2 separate regions of the Drosophila melanogaster genome follow, and region 2 is linked to region 1. Evidence: chromatin contacts called from public targeted proximity ligation data. All regions are on one chromosome and are shown on one strand. The core of a region is the stretch at or near the end of the contact, and the rest is flanking DNA. Distances in the headings are between cores, read along the strand shown.

The links.
Region 2: a targeted proximity ligation map of the Kc167 cell line shows a contact between it and region 1, with 2.1 times the contacts expected there. A contact is called at or near these places in 7 of 107 Hi-C or Micro-C datasets (the D17-c3 cell line, the Kc167 cell line, the S2 cell line and 2 more) and 1 of 7 datasets of targeted methods (the Kc167 cell line).

Annotation. Positions count from the first base shown.
Region 1 is chr3R:14,738,611-14,743,932 of dm6, forward strand. eff (effete) reads right to left here and starts at 2,709. Exons shown (of 6, transcript NM_169601.2): 1 at 2,397-2,709; 2 at 1,770-2,330. The coding sequence starts at 1,793. jvl (javelin-like) reads left to right here and starts at 2,972. Exons shown (of 6, transcript NM_142132.4): 1 at 2,972-3,981. The coding sequence starts at 3,568.
Region 2 is chr3R:15,287,662-15,292,983 of dm6, forward strand. CG45218 reads right to left here and starts at 3,138. Exons shown (of 2, transcript NM_001300407.1): 1 at 2,841-3,138; 2 at 2,648-2,786. The coding sequence starts at 2,982. The coding sequence ends at 2,674. All of the region lies in intron 3 of Tm1 (Tropomyosin 1), which reads left to right.

The DNA of each region.
Region 1 (5,322 bases), core at 1,459-3,958:
AGACCAGGTGCACTACCAATACAAACTTCTATTTAATTCTTATTCGAATAATTAATATTGTGAACTTTAAGAATTGGTTCAGTAAGACTAAATGCCATATGCATTGGTTCTAAAGCCCATTTCGTTCAGTGTACGGTTCAAGTGAGCTCCGATCGGCGTTTAAGCCGTTCTCTCTCGCTCTTTAACTCTCTTTTTTGGCAAATGAGGCCATCTAGAGAAAAAAGGCTTTTGAAGAATTGACCACAAAAAGGGGGCGTGAGTGATTTTAAGAGTTTACTACAATGTATACTTTTATTTCCGGTTTGCCGCTTGCCATTTCGTTTTCATTTAGGCAGGCATTAAAATGTTATAATGGATAGAAAACTACGAAAAACGAGGAAAACTCAATGGCCATGACGCCGACGCAGGCAGCGCTGCTTTTGTCGAGACAGTCAGCAGACCCCCGCCCCACACATTCAAACACAAATACACACCACGCTCACACATACGCATAGATATGAACAAATTCCGCATTCGCTGCTCATTTTGTATGTAAATTATGCTTAATTATAATTTATAACTAATTATTTGGGGGCCCCCTTTTGGCTGACGGTGTTTTGCAACACTAAGCCCCGCTAGCACTCACACACTTGCGCTCTCTTTGGCTCTGCCCCATTGCGCGAGCGGGACCGAATGAGGCCTCAGCTGTCGCGGGCAAAGGGAATGCGCCAGGGCCAGAGCGAGATGGCATGCAATGGCCATAGCCAAGTGATGGCGAGACTTTGTATTTGCGAGCGTTTTAATGTGTGTGTGTGTGGGGTATGACTATGATAACCGGCTTCAAACGTAAAAAAAGATCCCAATTTGCCAAGTAACATTTCCACAACTTCGAGATATTACTAATGCTTTTGAGGAAGGCTGGGATGACTTTGAAAAAATATCGGGTTGTCAGGGCCTTGAACATTGGGGTGTAAAAAAGCATTTACTGGACAAGGACAAACGACGCGCAGGCACTTTAAAAATAATTATCGAAGCACGCACGCTAGAACCACTCTACCTAAATACATATATAAATATATATGCTTGGGGGCAGCACTATTTCTGAATTATCAGCGCAAAAAGTAGGGTTAGGTTAATTTTATACGCTTCTTGCTTTTGCTCTGTTTTATTTTTTGCTGGATCTTTCTGCGGCGCTGGCAGTGTGTGCGTTTATGTGTGACTGTTGCGAGGCTGAGAGTGTGTGCGAGTGCCGTGTACAGCGTGTATTGGGTAACAGCGCCCGTAGAGCTGCGAAAACTCCGCCGTATAGTTGCATTAATGTAAATGCATCCAGGTGCCCGGCACACACGCACACAAACAATGCACATTTGCATTGCACTTTCACGCACACGCATCGCACACACACTTATCCCACACTCTCGCAAAAGTAACGGAAGCGATGACTGCACTACACGTTGCCTTGCCCACCACACACACACATCCTTATACCTTTTTCACCACCCTCAAAATTTCTAATCTGCTCCTAATTACTAACTTATTAATTAAATGGTAACTCCACAGCTCATTTTCTCCCTTCCCTCTTGCACGCTTCTTTCCCCCCGCTTCTTCTTTCTTCTCCTCGGTTACTACCTACGTTTCACATTTCTTGCATAAAATTTTTCTCCCGTTGAAAACTGATGTCTGTTCGCTTTTTTTTTAGACTATCATTTTGGTGTATCGCAAAGGGTTCTGTTCTTTCTTTTTTTAGTCCGTTTCGCAAAGTTTTTTGAGATATTCCTTTTTTCACATACCTTATTGATTCTTTTTAACGCCATTTTCTGATTGAAATTTGATTTTCTGGGTTGTGTGTGTGTTTGGTTGGTTGTGTGTGTGTTTGGTTGGTTGTGTGCTGGTGTTGGTGTCTCGCGTATTTCTTTTGTTCTTCGCACAGAATTGGGTTTTATTCAATATATAATCCTCCTGCTTAGAATTGAACGAAAAACGAAACACAAAGCTGCGTTGCGCCTCTAGAACTTTGATGCTTAAATATGGCTCTTTCGGTTGAGTGTCCCTTGTCACGAAATAAAGCAGCACCAGCGCACTGCAAGTAAAAACGGCGACCCGACGAAGACTACGGCGACGATTATTTTTTCACAATCAATGCGGGGCCTTTCGACCGTTTGTGCGATAGAGACGACCGTTAGTGAGCTGAGAACGCAACGAAGCACAATCGTTACACCGAAGTGTAAGCCCGAGCGAGAGGAATGGTGTGTCTGTGTCGTGTGGTAGTGTTGTGAAGCGGAAGTCCAGCAGAGCAGTCCAGCTATATGACCTTTTCGCTAGGGGTGGCCAGATCGATTGGGTGGCAACGCCTTTTAGGTGAGGGATGAATCAGTTAATTACAATTTGATTGCCAATGCAAGACTCTTCATACTCACTTTAGTTCGGGAACAGCCAGAAGAAATAGTTTTACCGGCAGCGAGGAGGTGTTATATTTTATTCGAACTACCTTCTTATCGATGGTGCGTGCGCCCAAAAGCTTGCAACTTGTATGTAAATTTGTTAACACCCAACGTGTTGCAGGCTGCCGGAATGTTTTTACTGAGCAATTTTGAGATGTTGGTAATCCGAGTTCTTGAAAACTTTCCGACTAGCTACTGAGTTCTACAACTGAATTGACAGGGCGTTATTTTAAAATTTAAATTCACTCCAGAGCGCTGGTCTGGCAAGGCCGACGTGCCAATTCAGGATACTTGTCGATATTTTCCGTTGTGCTATCGATAGTTTTTGGGAATAACAGGCGTTAGTAGATTTTTAGTATTTAGATTTTATTATCATAAGGATGAAAATATTTTTAACAAAATAAACTGGTTCATTTAATTTAACTTTTTATTTTCTCACTACTCCAAATGGCGCTTCCGCTGTCTGAAACTGCCGTTATAATAGTATGAACAGTTAAAACAATCGACGGTAGCTGAATTTAATCAATGCAGCCCTCTTACCCTATACATCGATAGTATCGCATAAACATCGATTTTGGTTCCAGCTCTAACTTTAACTGTCTGCAAAATATTTCAAACAAAAGTGTTTGTTAATTAAGTAATATACTTAATATTAGTGGCTGTTTTGCTTCGACATTGATCGAATTGCGGTTGTGCAAGTGTTTTGTTTGATTTGTTGGCGTGTTTTTCCTAGTTTGGCGGCCCTTTGAACTCGTTCGTGTATCGCCATCTCTCTCCCACCCCCGCAATCGGCTTCGTGCGTATTTTTTTGTGAATTTTTACACAGAACTCACACTTTTGTATGGCCCAAGAATTTGTACAATATTTTTGCACTTGAAAAACAAGAAATAATGAAGAAAGCCAAGATAAACGCGACGATGTGCAAGTGCTAATCATTCAGTTTTGGCAAGCGCTGAACTTCGCTGACTTCTTGAACAGCAAAAAAGATGGAGGAGGATAATGCCAAGGTCCTAAGTAATAACAACAAGAACAACAGAAACAACAATAAGGGACGCCAGCAGCTGCAGGGACACGCCCACAGCTCCGCCACCGCCCACGCCTCCGTCGATATATTTATATTCGATTTATAGTAGCTGTAGTTGTAGTCATGCCAACAACAAAAACGCAAACACAGACAACAACAACTTGCAGCGAAGAGGAAGAAGCGGCGATAATACGAGAAAATTGCGATACGCCAATGGCGACCCCAGCAAATGCAACAACAGCAAACACAACAACTGCAGCACCCATAACAACAACAACAACAACAGTAAATACGCGCAGACAAGAAGAAGCAGCAGCAGTAGCTTCCACACCTAGTGTTACGAAAACGGCAACAACAACAAACATACTAGCCGCTGCAGCGGGATGCCACAAGCCGTTATTCTTCAGCCGCCGCTTTCAGGACAAACGGAACTTTAGCTCGCTACCGCTCTTCGTCTACGCGACCTCGCCATCAACGCACGCCCACTCAGCGGACGGAGTAGGCGTGGCCAAGGAGGCAGCCGCGTTTTGCCACAAGGTGAGTTTGTTGCACAAAGAACCAGATAAACTTGTAATATTAGGAGAACAAGGAACTTCTATAATTGCCAATCAAATATAATATATCCCCTTTAAGTTATGTATTATAAAATGTAGTATTTTATTTAAACTTTGATAATGCCATTTGTATGTATTTAGATTTAACCCCAAAACAGGAAAAGAAAACCAAAAATAAAGAATTCTGGTTGGAACAGAGAGTTTCCAGTTCGAGGGATTCGTTTGGCATGTCACAGAATTGTAATTGTAATAAAACCCCCATGGGTTTTAATACTCATTTTCTACCTTCCACTCTGCCATCTCTTTTTTTCGAGCAATCGCACCGCTCTTTCCGCTCTAAACTTGCGTAATGGATCACTTCCGCTGCACTTGCAACTTGGGTCGTGTCATATCTGAATATATAATTCCCGCCCAATTCATAGTTTAAACAGTAAGCTCCGCCTAAGAAGAACGCGCTAATAACTCCGTGGTTATACTTAAATGAGTTCTTGATCCAGATTATAAATTTAGATACCTAATATTCAAATAGATATAGCTTTAGAAAAGTTGTAAGTTTAGCATGGTTGGTTGTTTCGTTTGTAGCCACTAACTACTGTATTATATTTATAAACGTTCTGCTTGGCTGCCGCAGTCCGCCTATCTGTTCCTCTCGGAAATCGGTGCATGCAGAATCAGATCTCCATTGGAAATGCGTTTTTAATGTTAATCACGAGCGGCTTTAAAAAAATTGTTTACACTGCGTTTTTTTTGGGCTGTTTGTTTTTTTTTTTATATATTTTTATATCAGTACCTTTTTTCGAGTTTCTGCAGCACGGTGATCGCTCAAACGTGTCAGACATTAATGAGCCAACCGCCAACCGCCAAAGCCGAGCATAACTGTGCTTTGTCTCATTTTGATGGGGCTAGGAGTGGTGGACGGAGGGAGGGATGGGGATGGGCGGTATGGGCAGGTGGTTACAGGTGCAGCCATTGACTGGCGCAGCGCTCTCCTTTTGTTGCCGCCCGCTTGCGGTTCGTTCTCTCCCTCCCTCGCATGCCAACCGTACGGTCTGCCCTCTCTGTCGCGCACTGCAACGCTTCACTTGTGCTTCACTGTGCTTGTTGTTTTTGTTGCAGTTCAGTGAGTTGCGACTTGTGCGCTGCTGCTCATAAGCTTCATTAACGTACGTCGGCAAACGCAGACAACAAAGCTCCCGAAAAAAATTGTTTGCCAGTATTTTTTGCCCAGCTTCGGTTTTTCCCGAAGCTACACACATTTTCATGGTCTGGAAAAGTCGATGGGAATGGTTAGAAGAGACATCCTATTGTTCATTTCCTCAAAACA
Region 2 (5,322 bases), core at 1,888-4,387, 550 kb after region 1:
GTGCCACCGTTAGCCGGCAACAGCGTTACCGTTAAGCAAGGCCCCAAAATCAAATTTGTTGGCAACGCGGCGCGCCGCCAATCGTTGGCCCATCAAATCAAGCGAGCACATCGGCATTTACTGACCAGTGGCGGTCAGGATAAGCAGCCGCAGCAAAAGCGTAAACAGTTTATCTATTCTTTAATGCGAATTTCAAATTGCCAAAATCTACACGCGCACACCAGCTGCAAGTGCGCTAGCAGTCAGCCTTGGACAGTGCGCATGTAGTTGGCAATGCAAATTCCACATGATCAGCAAGAAATGCACCGTTGCCAGCACTTCCAAGCCAATTGGTATTTTCGGCATATTCCAGACTGGTCACACTGCCCCATCCAGCAACAGCTGGTTCCAGTAAAAAAAATTCACGTAGCAATTTTGGCCACAAATTACCCAAAAATTAAAGTAAATTATTGCATTTTGTAAATATTAAGGAATTAACGCAACATAACAGTTTGTAAATATACACAAAATACCAATTGGAAGCAGTGGTCAACACGGTCAACACGACCCTAAACATAGTCAATCGAAGAAAAACCCATTTTAACTTTTCAGAAAAAACACAAGTGCAGCCGCAGTCGGGCAAAACAGTTGCCAAACCGAAACAGAGGCAGCAGAAACAATTGTTCAAAAGTGATAAGGCGAAGGAGAAGTCCAGCAGGCAGCAGAGAAAGCGAGCCGGCACCAGGAGCACTCGCAATCCGAGGACGCAATCGGAATCTTCGGGCCTGTCATCCCGTTGGTGTTCCATCGAAGAGCAGTTGAACCTGCTGGACGACCTGCTCTACTACTGCGATGAGGAGGCCGAACTGTATCTAGCCCAGCTGTACGAAAGGTTCGAGACACTCCGGCGTAGCAGGAGTTCCTCGCCAGTGAGCGATTTCTGGAGCGATTCCGACATGGAGCACGATGACTCCAGCACCAGTGGCACTGGCAGCCATACAGCCAGCAATACCAGTCTAGTTCCCGCCTCGCTGAAGCGTCGTGGCCACCAGCATCATCCGCGATTCTCGGGCACTCGCCGTCCCAATGTGCCCAATGTCCAGGAGATTCTGGCCGCACTCTATCGTGGCGACTCAAAGAGCGCCCTGTCCAATCTGAGAGGAGAGACGCAACCGGAGGAGGAGCAACCACAGCAGCAGACGGAGGAGGTGCTGCCACCCAGCAGAAGCACTTTAAGCCTGCCCCTCAGTGAATCGGTGACCAATTCCCTGGGCAGCAACAGTCCCACGCCCACAGACGAAAGCAGCGTGCAAGATGAGGGGGCCAGTAATCCGGCAGCAGCTTTAATAGCTGAGGATGCAGCCCCACCAGCAGGCACAACCACGTCCAAGAGCAAGAAAAAGAAGCGGGAGAAGGGTGAAAGGTCAGAGAAATCGGACAAATCTGAGAAATCCGACCGGAAGAAGAAATCTTCAGGCAAGAAGGAACGCAGCAAACGATCCAATCCCATGGAGCAAAGCAGCGACAGCCTGGCCACCGATCTCAGTGCCGGGGCCATCGATGAGGGCATCGCACTGGCCGACGACGATGACAACCAAGCGGCGGAATGGTCCAAGTTGCGATGCACCAGCGAGGCGGCCGAGATTGTGGCGGAGCGGGAGGCTCGACGGAACAAGGGACGTTGTGCGGATTATCCGGGACTCGCCTTTGGCAGATCCATCTTCAGTTCGGACACCATGATGAAGTTCAACATCATCCGCAACGAGCTGCACAACATCATGAACACACAACTCAAACGGGTAATTAATGGTCGAGAGACTTGGAGTTGTTTGCACATTCCTTACTAATCTATATATTCTTCAAATTAAGCGAAGAAGCCACCTTGTTGTCGTTGCTGTTGTGCTGCGAAAAGGGGACTCCAAAGTTTGGTTAGGTTTTTTTTTAGCAATTGCTCCAATTTGTTGCTGTCGTTTTTCGCATTGCAAAACGATTACGTCGTCGTCTTCGTCTTTTCGCGATTTTCTTGTTGTGCCTTAACCCTTGGCTGGCCCCAGGGTCTTTACTCGGCCCTCGTGTATTCTTTTCGCCATAGGTAAAGATTAAGCTGCGGTATTTCTTGACCCACATCGTTCAAATCACTTATTTCTCTCACCTTTCACTAGGCAGAATCGATTTGCTTATGAATGTTGTTTGAATGTTTTTAATAGTGCGTGAGTTTCTAGAAATAGAAAAACTTTAACTACGAGTTTACCAAACAAAATTTAGACAAGCATTCTATCTTAAAAGTATTCCATTAATTTGGGCAAATATGTTTATTTGCAGGCAATTGTTTAATTAGTTACGCAATTGCTGGAATATCTAACGGTACTCGCCGGCCACCTGTTGCCCTCCCCCTCTATCACTCTCTATATCGCCTACTGTTGTGCGGGTGGTAGAAAGAGAGCATCCGATAAGACCGCTAAATGGTATTAGTGCTTTTTCATTTTTTTTTTTTAATTTTGCTCAGTGCGCTGAAAAAGGCAACACAGTTTGAAAAGCCAAAAGGAAAACCCGGCCATTTATGGCCAAAGCATAAAACAGTGCAGTGCCGCAGTGCCGCGGCCAAGCTCGATTTGCCAAAATTGGCCAACAAATTAATTATTAAACGCCGATACTCGGCACGACCTTCCACTATTATTTACTTTTAATTTCTCTTCAATGTCGCCCGGCTAAAAATGGGCGAGCGCTCATTGTTTGCATTATCAAAACAATTACGCCATCGCCGGGAAGTTGGGAATAATGTGTGGCTATAGCTACAGGTGGTTGAGCTGTTCAAAGAAAAGCAGTTAGCATAACGCTATTACTCATTACGTTGCGCTTACGTTGTTTGCTGATAAGCGTGATAAAGCGCCGGCTTTGTGTTTTCCGTTTGCCGTAGTGGAAGCAATTAGTGGAACGAGTGGGAGGGGGAGAGGTTGCGTTGGCACACACGCACGCACACACCTGCCCAATCGCCTTACTCATCTTCCTCGCTGACCATTTTACATGCCCGATTTTTGCATAATATTACTTGCCTGGAAATGACAAAAATCCAAAATATTTCTTCACTAATTAATGCCAAAACAACAACAATGTCGACATGGACAGAATTTTAGCGGCTTTTAACAGGTTTTCCAGTCGCACACACACGCGTCACCATGCACACACACGCGCACCGTTTTAGGCGAGGCAGCACAGACAGACTGGAAGGCAGTAGCTGCAGCGGCAGCAGTTGTCCCGCTCGCACAAACCACCACCGCCGCTTCGACGGGCGATTCGATGGATTCATTTCCAGTTACGTACTCGTCGCAGTCGCGTCGTCGTTGCCTCTCTCTGCGTTTTTGTGTTTTTGCCACCAAATAGCAATATTCAATATTTAAACGTAGCATATTCGCCTGCCAGTTTTGCCATCAAACACTGCCCTTTAAGTTCAATCCCAAGCCAGGGTAAAAGCAGTTGAAGTTGAAGCTATCGAAGAAAAAACCGGTGGTTCGTTCACTCTGTGTGCGAGTGTGTGTGCGTACCGAGCTCTTTCCTTTCGGTCTGTGTGTGCGTGTGTTCCATTCCAAATTGAAAATTTAATTTGGTGTGCTGTCCGAAAAGGCAGAGTGCTTCTTCAGTCAAGAAAAAATCGAGCTCAAGTGCCCAGTCAACATAAGTTAAAAAGAAAGAAACACCCACAACCTCTGTGCTAAAGCCAAGAAGAAAAAAAAAACCACAAAAATGACGACCAGCATTCCACAAGGCACTCTCTTGGACGTGCTGAAGAAGAAGATGCGCCAGACCAAAGAGGAGATGGAGAAGTATAAAGACGAGTGCGAGGAGTTCCACAAGCGGCTGCAGTTGGAGGTGGTGCGCCGCGAAGAAGTAAGCTCAGCACCAGCCACTTACTTAATTTGCTACCCCTTGGTTTGGGCAAACAAACGACTGCGTGACCTGTCTTCCGAATTTTGCATAAATCCTACCTAAATGACGGGAAAAAAGACTAGATAGTCCAGCGCATTTCTTTCGCCCCCTCTCTCTCTCTCGTTCTCTCTTTTCTTTTACTTTTTCGTGTGTGTAGGAGCGGGACAACGCATGTGTATGAAAAGGTGGCGCTCTCTTGTTTTTTGAGCTCTCCCAACGGCTCTCTCTCTTTTAGCTGTTGTTTTTACTCTTTGTGAATTTTTCCAGTCTGGCTGTTGTTCTTTTCGTGGTGAACGAATTTTCGGGCTCAGATACAGGGTGGTTCCGGCCCCGTCCCTCTTAACTCTATTTTTGGGCTAACTGTTCTTATCGCTGACCAAATTCATTCACCTTTCGAATTGTGTGTTATCTCCCGCTTGACAGCACACACACACACTCGAGCATTAGCATAAAACACACACACGGTCAGCAGTCGCTCTCCCATTTACATAAGGCCAAAAAGGAGGAAAGAAATCTTTTGAAAATTGAGCGATTCGGTTGGCCTTCTAGCTTTCTGCTTTCTCAGCGACAAAAAAAGAACAGAAAAACAAAAACCGGCTTTAAGTCCGGCAAAGAAGCCACATCGTTTAGCTAGCGGTGTTCTAAATTCGATTAATTATGATTTTTACGCCACGGCCATCAATAAGTGGTTTAATTCTCCTAATGCCTTTCCAGCTTTTTTGCCCGATGGCTCTGCCTTGTTCCTAATTCAATTCTAATTAGACAATTGAGTGCGCGGGCTCCTTTAAGCGTGTGTGTGTGTGTGTGTGTGTGTGTGTGTATGCATGTGCGCATATGACGTCATTGCTGAGGGAGCATAACTTTGAGAACAGTTCAAACTCCATAGCACGAACTTCCCTTTATTCTCGTGTTGAAGACTGTTAAATAAAACTTCTTTATTCTGCTCGAAGTTCGCCCTGAGCAAGCTTCACTGTATTTTTCCGTTCCGAATTCGAATTGATTTTAAATTTGAAGAGATTCTAAAGCGTGATTTCACTCCCTCGTTGACTTTTTTCCACGCTGCCAGCAAGTGATTGACGTTTCGCTTCCCCCTTTAAAAAACGAGGAAAATGAAAACTAAAACAAAACATAATTTGCTTCTTTTCGGATTTCTATACAATGCTTTCAATGTCACTCTGCCGCTCATTTGCCCCCCTATTTCCATCATTCACCTCCCCTCACTTTCCCCTTCTGCAATTGAACGTTGATAATTTCAATGCGCGCATTGTGACAAATTGGTTTTGATTTGTGTGCTTTGCCTCTTGCCAGTTTCGTAATTCGGAGATTACAGCATATGACGCCATCGCTCCGCCCTTTCCCTCCCCCTCTCTCTCCGCTCAACGGGCCCCATAGACAAACGGAATTTTTAAGAAAGAAATA